3 separate regions of the Danio rerio genome follow, and all the other regions are linked to region 3. The links are chromatin contacts, called in public Hi-C and HiChIP or PLAC-seq maps. All regions are on one chromosome and are shown on one strand. Each heading gives the region's core, a stretch centred on a gene start, on an enhancer-like site or on the middle of the called end of the contact. The rest is flanking DNA. Distances are from core to core; before and after follow the strand shown.

Region 1 (4,031 bases), core at 795-3,294, 180 kb before region 3:
GGATGACGCACACTGATGGACATCAATGGGTCTTTTCCCAAACACGTACAGAAGCGGTAGTCGTCTGCATGGGCTGAGACAAGATGACCCATAATGCACTATACAGTCTGCTCCCACATGTTCTGCTGCTACTTCATCCACACAACAGCTGAAAGCAAATAAGCAGGTCTAGATGTCAGAATTCTGCTTGTATAGACACACATAATTTTTTATAACAATTTTCTTATATCATAATGGTACAATATAAATTGATAAATGGAAAACGCATATTGTCATGATTAGAAAAAGATTTTTATTTTACAATTATTATCTCATCCTTTTACACTTTTTGTATCGGCCCAATATAAACAAACGTTCGCAAGCGATTAAGTAGTGGGAAATCTATTTAACCCTTATCATTATTTTGTGTGCGCGAGACCTGTCAACACTCCCACTCCCCCACCTTTTTCCGCCCGGCAGAGGTTTCTAAATCTACTAAAATGTCCAGAATTTGGTTTTGCTTTTGTTTTCTAAGCTGTCGTTAATTTTATACGCAGAGCTATGAGAGAGACATTAAATAATTAATTCTTTAATCTAAATGACTCCGAAAAACTTGACTAAATACTCGAAGAGGACCAAATTAATCTAAATTGGCTGCAAAATATTTGTACACCATTAGAAATGGCTAATCAACTCATTTGTCTTATTTAAATAATCTACACGTTTTATTATTGTAAGTATTATCATTTTTAGAGATGTTTTTATTCCTAAAGCATTCCTAAAATGCTTTGGCAATACTGTACAAAATGTGATGTCAATTAAACAATCTGAACTTTAATGAGAGACAGAGGGAAGCAGATTTGACCTGTCAGTGGGTGCACATGGCTCCTGAATAGTACAAAAGAGAAAGAGTGGAGTTTTTTACATTTATTTCAACAGACTTTTTTTTTTTTTACTTTAACCCATTGAAAAGAAAGTTAAAAATGTTTATGTTTAAAAATAAAATGATGTTTTGTTTGTCACATATAGTTCTTTATTTATGTGCTGTGGGTAAAAAGGTGTGTTTTAATCTGGCCAACACCGAAAATATATTTCAAACCTGTAGGAAGCACTGGACAAGAAATCAAAATGATTGATTACTGATTTTTTTTTTATTGAAATCAAATTTTTTTCTGGAACATGTCAAAACAATGGAAAACTTACTTATTCAGCATCTTAGTCCAAACATCTCGGATTATTCATCAAGCGTATATATGATGCATTTATGTTAATACATAGTACAATATTTTAATTTAAATGAAACAACAGTGTTCTCACCTGCCATAGGATGTATCCCCTAAAATGTAAGTCTTGGCTTTGGTTTTATCCTCTATTTCAGCAGATACCCGGACGGCATCAGGCAGCAGTTCATCTGGAAACTGTAAGGCCACCTGTGATAAAAACAGGACATACTGTATTGATACCCCATTGACTGCTTTGAGTAAACATGACAGATGATGACTTCCAATGTCATCTTACCTTCTTGAAGTGATTGCTAGTGATGAAACGACAGGTCTCGGGTGTCTGGTAGAGCAGCAGAAGGTCTCCAGAAGGGTGGAAACTGTGTGTTGAAGTGACCGAGCGCTGGAGAACCGCCTCACTGCTGCTGCTGAACGCGTCCGTCATCTTCTCTCACTTGAAGCAAACATCATTTATGCACATCATCTAATATTCAACTGTTGTTGAAGTAGAAAAGTAGCTCGAATGTGTCATTACAAACATTGTTTGATAACGTACTGACGCAGACATTCACACTACGGAATCACACTGATTAAAATATACAGGTTGACTGTTGTATATGTGTGTAAACCAGGCAGCAGGCGGACTCTTAAGAGTAAGATCAGCTGAGAGTTTACACTGGAACAGTTCAAATCGACTCTAAAACCAACGTTTGTTGACAGAAGGATAATTAATTTAATAACTAGAATCTCTGCTATTAATTGTTGAAATTTTTAACTTGTTCTTAAAAGTTACAACAAAATATAACATACCAAAACAGAGCTGCAAATTACATGTCAACTCCCACGTGAGGTTCCGGAACAGGACACGCTCTTCTTCGACGTTCAGTGCCTCGGATTTCAGGTCCTCACACCGCCGTCTAGTGTTCTGGAGAGATACTCACTGTCTGGACTTCATAACAACGACACAGACACATCCAAAAGGTACTAAAATATTTTTTATTAATCTGCAAAACATCATTTTGACTGTGAGTTTTGTCGACTCAAAAACCACAATATAAAGTTTAAGTTTTCTCTTGTTTTCAACATGAAGAAACTTTTTATCCAACTCTGTCTACAATCTTGTGTGTTACGTTCACATATATTGCAAATGCTTGTACTGTAAGTGTTAACTGAATGCCAGAACAGCTCAAGGCACTTACACACAACAGATTGTCAATGGATTTTCAAAGTACTTAAAATTCAGCACAGGGATCGATAGACCCCACTTATTAGGGCATGTGTCTCAAGAAAATGTGCTCAGTTAAAGTCATTCATTCATTTACTTTCTTGTCGGTTTGGTCCGTTTATTAATCTGGGGTCGCCACAGCGGAATGAACCGTCCATTTATCCAGCAAGTTTTTATGCAGCTGATGCCCTTACGGCTGCAACCCATCTCTGGGAAACAACCACACACACATACACACACTCATACACTACGGACAATTTAGCCTACCCAATTCACCTGTACCGCATGTCTTTGGACTGTGGGGGAAACCAGAGCACCCAGAGGAAACCCATGCAAACGCAGGGAGAACATGCAAACTCCACACAGAAACGCCAACGGACCCAGCAAAGGCTCGAACCAGCAACCTTCTCGCTGTGAGGCGACAGCACTACCTACTGCGCTACTTTGTCGCCAGTGCAAAATACAGACAGTGAAAAATACCCCCCCCCAATGTAAAACATGTTTGTTGACAGCAATATGTACAATGAATAGATGTACCCATAGCTGTAGGCAGTATTGTTTAAGTTTGGATTGGTTAAATTGCAGTGCATGCTACATATTGATGGTATGCAGTGAGGGGTATGGAATAGTTTGTGTGGGGTGTGTTAAGTGTTCATCAGCCTGACAGTCTGAGGGAAGAAACTTTCCTTCAGTCGGCTGGTGCGTGACCGGACGCTGCGGAACTGTCTGCCTGAGGGTTACAGAGAGAAAAGTCTATGGCTTGGATGGTTGGAGTCGCTGATGATTCTCTTGGCTTTCCTCATGCACCGCCTGGTGTAGATGTCCTGGAGGGAGGGAAGCTCACCTCCTACTACGCGTCCAGCAGTTCGCACAATCCTATGTAGGCCTTTGCGATTGCTGCTGGTGCTGTTTCCATACAATAGCATACTATACTTCTTTCCATAACACCTTTGCGGACAAATTAAAATGTAATAATTTACGCAACAGATTTATGGTGTCAAATGCTTTCTGTAAGTCAAGAAACACTGCTCCTACCACTCCACCTTTATTCATGAATGCCTTTACCGTATCAATAAAATAACAAGTAGCAGTTTCTGTTGAATAATTTACCCTAAAACTGAATTGACTTGGATTTAATTTAAAATAACTATTATTTAAATGGTAAACAATTTGTTTAACCACCAGTTTTTCAAAAAACGTTGATATCATAGGTAGGACACTAATAGGCCTATAAAAAACTGTGTCTGTAAATAGGCCTGCCTGGGATATGGCCATGTTAAGAAAGCAAGATTTGTTAACGTTGCACAAGCAGTATCAGCCAGGTTTAACCAGAGGTGGTGTTACCTGACCACCAATGAGGCCATTGCTTGGAGGCTTTGATCCTCTTCTTGACTCCTACGGACTTCCTGTCTAGTCTGTCCAGCGTGAAACTGGGGGACAAGCCATCTCCAGTCCCACCACCGAAGCAACCGGGATGGCATGCCCACCATGTCAGATTGCAGGTCCAAGACCTCATTCCCAACACCTAAGGACAGAAGCGGGTACGGACTGCATCGCAGCATGTAATTCCCCCCTTCAATGCAGCGATGGATATCTGGGGCCTCATG
Region 2 (3,688 bases), core at 742-3,241, 220 kb after region 3:
TGGATATGTAGATAATGCAATTGCAGCTAGACTTTGTCTAGAATGTGTAAGTAACCACAAGCAACCTTGGTCTCGTGCATATGCTCACTAGACTGAAATGTTTTTGCATAAAGCCAAAAGAAGTCTTTTTTTATTCATCCAGAATTTAAATTCGTCCTTGTTTAGAACCCAGATGAAGATGAGGAGACACGGCAATACAGACTAAAGATCGAAGAACAGAAACGTTTGCGAGAAGAGGTCCTTCGACGCAAAGAGCTGCGCAGGCAGCAGCAAGCTGGTGAGCGCAAAAAGGAACTGTTGGAACGAATTGGCGGCCAACTTCCAAACCAGACTCAACCAACACAGAACACCACACAGCCCCCTACAGCTCAACCCCCTCAGCCGGTCCCTTCCCTGATCTCTAACGGAACCCCACAGAACCCTTCGCCCATCGTCAATTCCCCTCGTCCCAATGTTAAGACACGTCTGTTGAACACTAAACCTCAGGCACCTGCTTCAGGGTGGTCTGGGCCACAGAAGCCACAGAGTACTGGTCCTAATGCCAACCTGCAGGGCCAATATCAACCATTGCAGAAGAGGACCATCGCCCCACAAAACACTCAACGACCGGCTGCACAGGGTGTTGGTGCTCAAACCAAGCCAGTAGAAGGGCATGGCCTGGGTCAGCCTCAGCCCGGTGGAAAAAGAACAGTGATGCAAAGAACCAACAGTGTTGAATCACCACAAGTTCCACAGAAAGTGCGTGTAGTTAAGCTTCAGGGAGAGGTGAGTGAATTTGTAACCTATTTAAACTCTAGATGTGATCTTTAAAGTTCATGTGCCACAGAATATTTTGACTCTTTTTGTCTTTGCCGGTTTTCTTGAAGTAGTTGTCACCTTGATAGAATTAATAAAAGAGTCTACCTCAAAGACAAGAGGATTTCCAATTACTGTAAAAGTCATGACGTCTACTTTTTCGACCAGTAAAGTTTTTAGAGCTCAAAACTGTTTAAGGTATGTAGCAAATTTCTCTTTTTGAAAGAATCGATAGCGATGGTAGTCTTCATACTGGGATTTAATTGACAGAACACTTTTACCTTTTGTGGCCAGAAATGGCACCATCCTGCTGTCATTAAAGTGAGATGCTTGGCATTTGCGTCTTTACTCTGAGTGATAGCAGATCCAGACATTGTAAAGGTTTGTATCTTCTTCAAGTCGAGCAGCAATTTTACGAGTCAAGTTAAGCAAGACCAAATGGAGGTTTCTATCGGTTTCATCAATCATTTTACATTTAAGTCTAGAGTTTGAGGTTGTTCTGACAGGGCATTTTATGCATCTCAACCAAGGAAAGGAGGACCCAAGGATGATTTATGGCCTCTAAGAGATGATTTGTTCGTTGAATGAGGAGAAAACATCCTTTTCCAGTCTTCTGCCTGAAGCGAAGCTAAATATCTCCTTTGACTGCCAGATCTCTGTGAATGAAGATAACTGTGTGTCAACTTAGTTAATAGAAAGCTACACGCAGCTATCTGAAGTGCCGTGGCTCTGACTGACAAAGAGGAAGAAGGGGGAGGGTCTGTCAGACCGAAAGAAGCTGATCCTCTAGGTGCTTCTCTTCTCCTGCTGTCAACCTCAGCCGCCTGACAATGTTATCTCTCTTTCTTGTTCTCCCTTCTAACTTGTGCTCGCTCCATGTTACTCTCTTCATCTATCTCGTCTCGCCTCTCGCTTTATCCATCCATCAGCTCATCATTGAAGTGTGTTAGAATAGGTGTCAGTCGGGGGACATCTGCAATTAATCTTTCTCGTCTATGTTGATATGGGTGTAATAATACCTGCGAGAGTCCGGGAGAAAGAGAGATGCCGGTTTGGGCGGATTTGTATTTCTTCCAGCTTAGCCGCACTGATAAGAGCAAATTAAATTTTCATCAGCAAGAATACAAAAGCCTGCACCGTACAAAAGCAGCATGGGGGATGGAGGTGACGGGCTGGGTGGGGGAGGGGGAGGGACTTGTCAAATGTCGTCACCCCGCCCCGGTGTATTGCTGCGGAGCATCTGATAGATGTAATCTGAAGGTGTGGATTTTGTATTGAGTTGGATTAATCCATTAACCCCCTCAGATGGAGACAGACAGAATAGAGATAATGCACACGGTTTAGAAAAAGACAGATGAGGGGAAAAGGATGAGCTTAGCTGCTTTGGCAATTATGTCTTTGTTGTAGACTGAAGGAATGTTTATAGGGATTGTGTTGAATATATTCAGGTTTGCTGTCGGATGAGGACTATATGCTGATGTTTGATTCTCTCTGTGGTAGACGGTATAAGTTGAATGTTCTTCATGTTTTTCTTTTTATATTTTAACAATGATACGGTTAAAAGAGTACAACCAAAATAACATACAAGGCATTCAAGAAATCATTAAGAAATTTTGATATTTGAATATGATTTTGAGCACTAGCTATAGCAGTTCAGTCAATGTTAACGGTGCATTAGGTTATTTGCCAAAAAGCTAACCGTTAGCATAATAGCTTTGAAAACACAGTCCCTCCCCTGCAGTCCTCCTGAAATCATGAACACGCACCATAAAGACGATAGAAAACAAACCCACTAGTTCATGACATTCGCTAGTTAGAAATCTATATAGTACTTTATAATATTTCAATTCTGAATGAAAAACTGTATTATATCTAGCATGTTTTCAGTTGTATGTGCAATATTTCATGTATGCAAGGATCGCTAGTCTCACTCTCTCACACACTGTCCTAAAGCGACTATACTTAGTGGTTGGCTGGTGGCATGCAGGAATTACACTTATTACTAATCCATACTTACATGCTATTTCAGACTGAATATTCAAATTACTATGTTGAACAATATAGGGAGCATGTCACAGGTTGTCATAGTTCAAAAATGAATCAATGTGAATATAAAACCAACTTCACCAACTTCAACTTCACCTCTGTAAAGCTGGCTAGGTGGAATGGCATTATTGACTTATGTTTTATTGTTAAACTAAAAAAAATCTACATTATCGATGCTGTAAAAGGTCCCTTATGAAACTGAAAATAGTCACATCAATCTTTTGCCTGAAAATTTCAGTGGCTGAACAACACGTCTGTGCATATAACCCATTTATAGCACAATGCAATCTACATCAGCTTTACATAACTACAATAGTTTTATAATAGAACATTACCTGTCTAGCAGAAATACTTCAGCCATAGTGTCATTCTTCATCCAGTGTACAAAACTAACTCCAATATTGATTTAAGATTTTAGTAAGTTTTAGTTAAGCATTTGTTTTCACCACTGTCACTCTTGCATGTGCACGTGTAAACGACAGATCTGTTTGCCTGAAGGGCTGTGCAGATGTACAAATCTACATTTGTTGACAGACAGTTTGGGCTACCTATCAGAATTATGGCAATTATTGCCCTGACACTTTTTATTGGATTAACATTTTTTTGTTTAATGCTTTACCCAGAATAGAAAAATACGTATGAATACATTAAGACAATTTACTTTAATCTGTACTATTGGAATGTGAAGAGAATTTCTACCAACACAACAAAAAATGTTTCTGAAGACAATTTTACGACAGGTTTACCGCAGTTTGGAAAAGTCAAGGTTTTAAAACCACTATTTTCTGTAATAACGTTCCTAAGGTATGTGTAAGATTTTTCTTTTAGTTTTTTAGGACAACAGTAT
Region 3 (3,749 bases), core at 1,211-3,710:
TGCACCGCAAGAGAATTCATGAATGGGAGGGAAGAGAGGCAACTCACACCGGTATGTCATGCGATTATGACCAAATGGCGGATGTAGTACGTCCGAGTTCCATTCAAACTGCTCACATTCATACTGTATAGAACATACTTTTCTAATGGTCGAGCAGTACGTTTAAATTCAAACGCAGCACCTACTGAGTAGTAGGTGGTTTCGGATGCAGCCTTTGTTTTTTCATGGTAAATCAGCACACAGACTATATTGATTGCAAGTTTCTTGTGGGTTTTGATTTTTTATTTTGCTGCTTGTCATCTTACAAGATGTCTGATATCTCTTTTTGCATGTGTTTGTCAGACAATGGGCTATAGGCACATCTAGTGTTTTTCAGCCAATGATGAACTTCCGGTGAGAGCTTAATGTGACTATTTTCAATTTCACAAGGTTCCTTTTACAGCATCGATGATGTAATGTAATTAAAGTTGAATTAGTTAAATAGACTTAGGCATCCATGTAGCTGATAAAGCGTGAAAAGAGACAAAATACAGTTTTAAATGCAGGCTAGCGCAAAAAAAAAACACACATTAAAAAAACTGTGGTAAAATTCATTTCCATATTTTAAAGACATGGATTGGAAAATCTAATTTAATGCAGTACTTCTTGTTTGGTCTGATACTCACTTTATATCGTATCTCAGCCTGGCAGTGATGACTGCGTTTTTTTTTTTTTTTTTTAAAGAAATCACGCAGCGATTTTGTATGGGTTTTTTTTATGGGATGACAATTCATCGAAAGCCCTGGGGCTGGCTGACTGAAAATAAAAGTGTGTGTGCACATACCCCATTATTTCATTTTAAAAAGGTGTGCAATATGTGAGTCTGAGTCACTGTTCCATTGTATAGTGTTCACACAAGGGCAAACCCAGAAAGTAGTGTAATCTGAAACTGAAAATCATGCAACAAAAAAAAAAAAAAAAGAAGCCCAGAATTAAAGTAAAACAAAGATCTACTATTTACCTTCTGTAGCGCCTCCTGTTGCTCAGGAGTAAGAGGCGGTAATCCAAGCTTTGACCCTGTGCCTTGTCCATTCTCCATCATCAGACCTTTGCCTCACTGGGAAAGTGATACAATGGACATGGAACGAAAAAGGAAGCGCATAATGAGGTGAAATTCCAAACCCGATTATCAGTTTACTCACTATCTGCACATGTAAACTTCCAACTTAAGAGTCACAGAAAGAGAGAAGGGAAAGAGAAGGTAAAATAAACGCAGTTTACCTATGAGGCGAACCTTATATGCCAACCAGGGTCGTGAAGCCAGTGACTTGTCTGCAAAGCACTCACAATTTTACAGTGATCTGTGGTTCATGGAAAAGTATACAACATTTAGATTTAAATCCTTGTACAAGTTCAATGAGAAGATATTAAAGGAATCACTGACACACTTTTACCCACAGAGCTCGCTCACACACACACACACACAAAACTAAGGCAACAATGACAGGAACTATTTGCATGAATAAAGTAGATCAACTGCAAAAAGTAGATCAACTGCAATAAAGTCACTGTCTGTAGTAAATTAAAAATAATAATAGTAGTAATAATAATTAAACAGATTTCTATTTTTGGGAGGAACTATCCCCTAAATTAATTGCTAATCATTAAAATACGTTATTTATCCTGACAAGAAACATGGTGCTTAAATGCAACACACTCGTTTAACCTGCTTCTGTTTTCTTGCCAGAGGAAACCTGGTACAGTCGGAGTAAATCATACATCGGATTCATGGGGTAACGTTAGAGGTATAACACTAAAACAGTGCCCCGTTAAAAACCTCATAAGCAACCCGGAATAACTGGACCACTGACAGAAACCGCCATTTATGTTTGCTAATAGTTTCAATTGTAAATTAGTACAATTATATTGTATACACATAATCGTAATAACGGTGATCTGAGAGCTTCGACACGTTCACCGGCTCTATATCAACAAAGAGAGGTTAAAGACACGGTGGTGGCGCGCTTGTGCTAGTACACCCCAGCAGCAGAGGAGCTAGCTTACATACAGCTGTTAAACACCGAGATTTAACAAAGCGGTGCAGGATTCACAAGCTTACTAGCTATCTGCCTCTTAAATTAATCCGTATCCAATTCGTAATACATGGTAAATCATCATGATTCAAAAACAGGCAGCAATGAATATGCGGCTAGTCTGGTTAGCAACGGCAAGAAGCTAACGAGCTTTCATGCAGGCCTCGTGTACACACGACTGAACAAACACTGAAACGAGAACAAGCTTTTCGAGAACAATTCCACCTGTGCTAACTAGAACAACGAAGATGCTGGAAATATTGGTGTATAAGAGTAAATGCAAGAGGTAATAATTATTACCGCAGTGTTCCGCGTTATTACCGCCATGTAGTGATCCACATTGAAAACTCTGCAACAGCACAGAAACACAGCAGAGACTGGAGCTGCGCGCGGCCTCCTCTGACTGACGCTGGTCACGTGGTCTCAAACAGCGGCGAGCCAACGTGCTAGAACACATTACTTTTTGTAATGTGTCGTTAAACTTGTCTCAGTTGAAATGTTTGAGTATTACCGTATTACCTTGAAGTGTTTTCGTATTTATTTGTTTATGGGTGAAATGTGACATTCGTACCACCAAGACAACTTTAGTTGGACCATGACACGCCCCCTGCAGACGATCACAATCAAAAATGCACAGTTGACTTCAGCTGCCTTTCCTGTTTTGTAAAAATCATAAAAGATTTCAAAGAATCATCTTCTTCTGTGGTGCAAAGGCAATTGCTTTTTGCTTTAAGTATGCTGCCTCCACCTGGGTAAGCACAAATTGAAAACGAAAGGGCAATGAGGCAATATCCAAGTGATAACTATCAAAATGGAAACCTGCAATTTATTTACTCACCCCAGGCAATACAAGATGTAGGTGACAAGATTTAAAACATTGTGATCCTGTAAAGAAAATCAATGGCTACCAACACTATGGTTGTGAAAAACATGCAAATCAAAATCAATAACTGTGATTCCTGACAGTAGAATTGGTTTGTTCATGAAACACTATTTATGGTAATATTACACTTAATATTGCACTTACGCTTAATCTACAGACTACTGAGTCTGTTCATGACTATGGAACATGAGTGTTAAGCTGCATATTAATGCGGGTGCAAATTCACACATGAGCTGATGCTGTTGGTATTCAACGTTTTATTTAGGTTGCAGTATATAGGATAAGCACAAGAGCATCATTTTGATGAACAATATAACACAACCAGGGGCATCACAGTGGCGCAGTGAGTAGCATGATCACCTCACAGAAGGAAGATGCTGGTTCGAGCCCTGGCTGGGTCAGTTGGAATTTCTGTGTGGTGTTTGCATGTTCTCCCAGTGTTGGTGTGGGTTTCCTCCGGGTGCTCCGGTTTCCCCCACAGTACAAAGACATGCAGTATAGGTGAATTGAATAAACTAAATTGTCCGTAGTGTACGTGTGTGAAAGCAAGAGTGTTTGGTTGTTTTCCAGAAAGGGTTGCAGCTGGAAGGTCATCCGCTGTGTAAAACATATGCTGGATAAGTTGTCGGTTCATTCCGGTGTGGTGATCACTGAATAGTAAAGGGACGAAGCCGAAAGAAAATAAATGAATTAATATAACATATCTGTCTTCACTCACGTGTGAGTTTGTGCCTGTGCATAAAAAAATTGTGCTACAACAAAATTCACTATCCAGACTGTTGTGAACACTGAAG

The links. Hi-C and Micro-C count contacts between places; a contact is called where the count stands out from the background. HiChIP or PLAC-seq counts read pairs in DNA pulled down with a chosen protein or histone mark.
Region 1: an H3K4me3 HiChIP or PLAC-seq map of gastrula embryo shows a contact between it and region 3, with 2.1 times the contacts expected there. The contact joins the promoter of dph2 here to the promoter of puf60b in region 3. A contact is called at or near these places in 1 of 18 Hi-C or Micro-C datasets (caudal fin) and 1 of 4 datasets of contacts at active chromatin or transcription factors (gastrula embryo).
Region 2: a contact with region 3 is called in a Hi-C map of embryo, with 2.2 times the contacts expected there. The contact joins the enhancer-like site here to the promoter of puf60b in region 3. A contact is called at or near these places in 5 of 18 Hi-C or Micro-C datasets (caudal fin, embryo and an unstated tissue).

The regions. Positions count from the first base shown.
Region 1 is chr7:41,669,028-41,673,058 of GRCz12tu, reverse strand. dph2 (diphthamide biosynthesis 2) reads right to left here and starts at 2,044. Exons shown (of 7, transcript NM_001089397.1): 1 at 2,010-2,044; 2 at 1,498-1,653; 3 at 1,297-1,409; 4 at 1-148. The coding sequence starts at 1,644.
Region 2 is chr7:41,272,199-41,275,886 of GRCz12tu, reverse strand. It overlaps rbm33a (RNA binding motif protein 33a), which reads left to right. Exons shown (of 19, transcript XM_073908863.1): 15 at 166-765. Among named protein-coding and RNA genes, the nearest start is that of rbm33a, 34 kb to the left of the region's middle. Within about 2 kb of position 1,991, at least 5 of the 62 cell types and tissues checked have an H3K27ac peak or open chromatin away from gene starts, as enhancers often do.
Region 3 is chr7:41,493,388-41,497,136 of GRCz12tu, reverse strand. It overlaps puf60b (poly-U binding splicing factor b), which reads right to left and starts at 2,460. Exons shown (of 12, transcript NM_001430966.1): 1 at 2,373-2,460; 2 at 1,261-1,340; 3 at 1,001-1,096. The coding sequence starts at 1,081.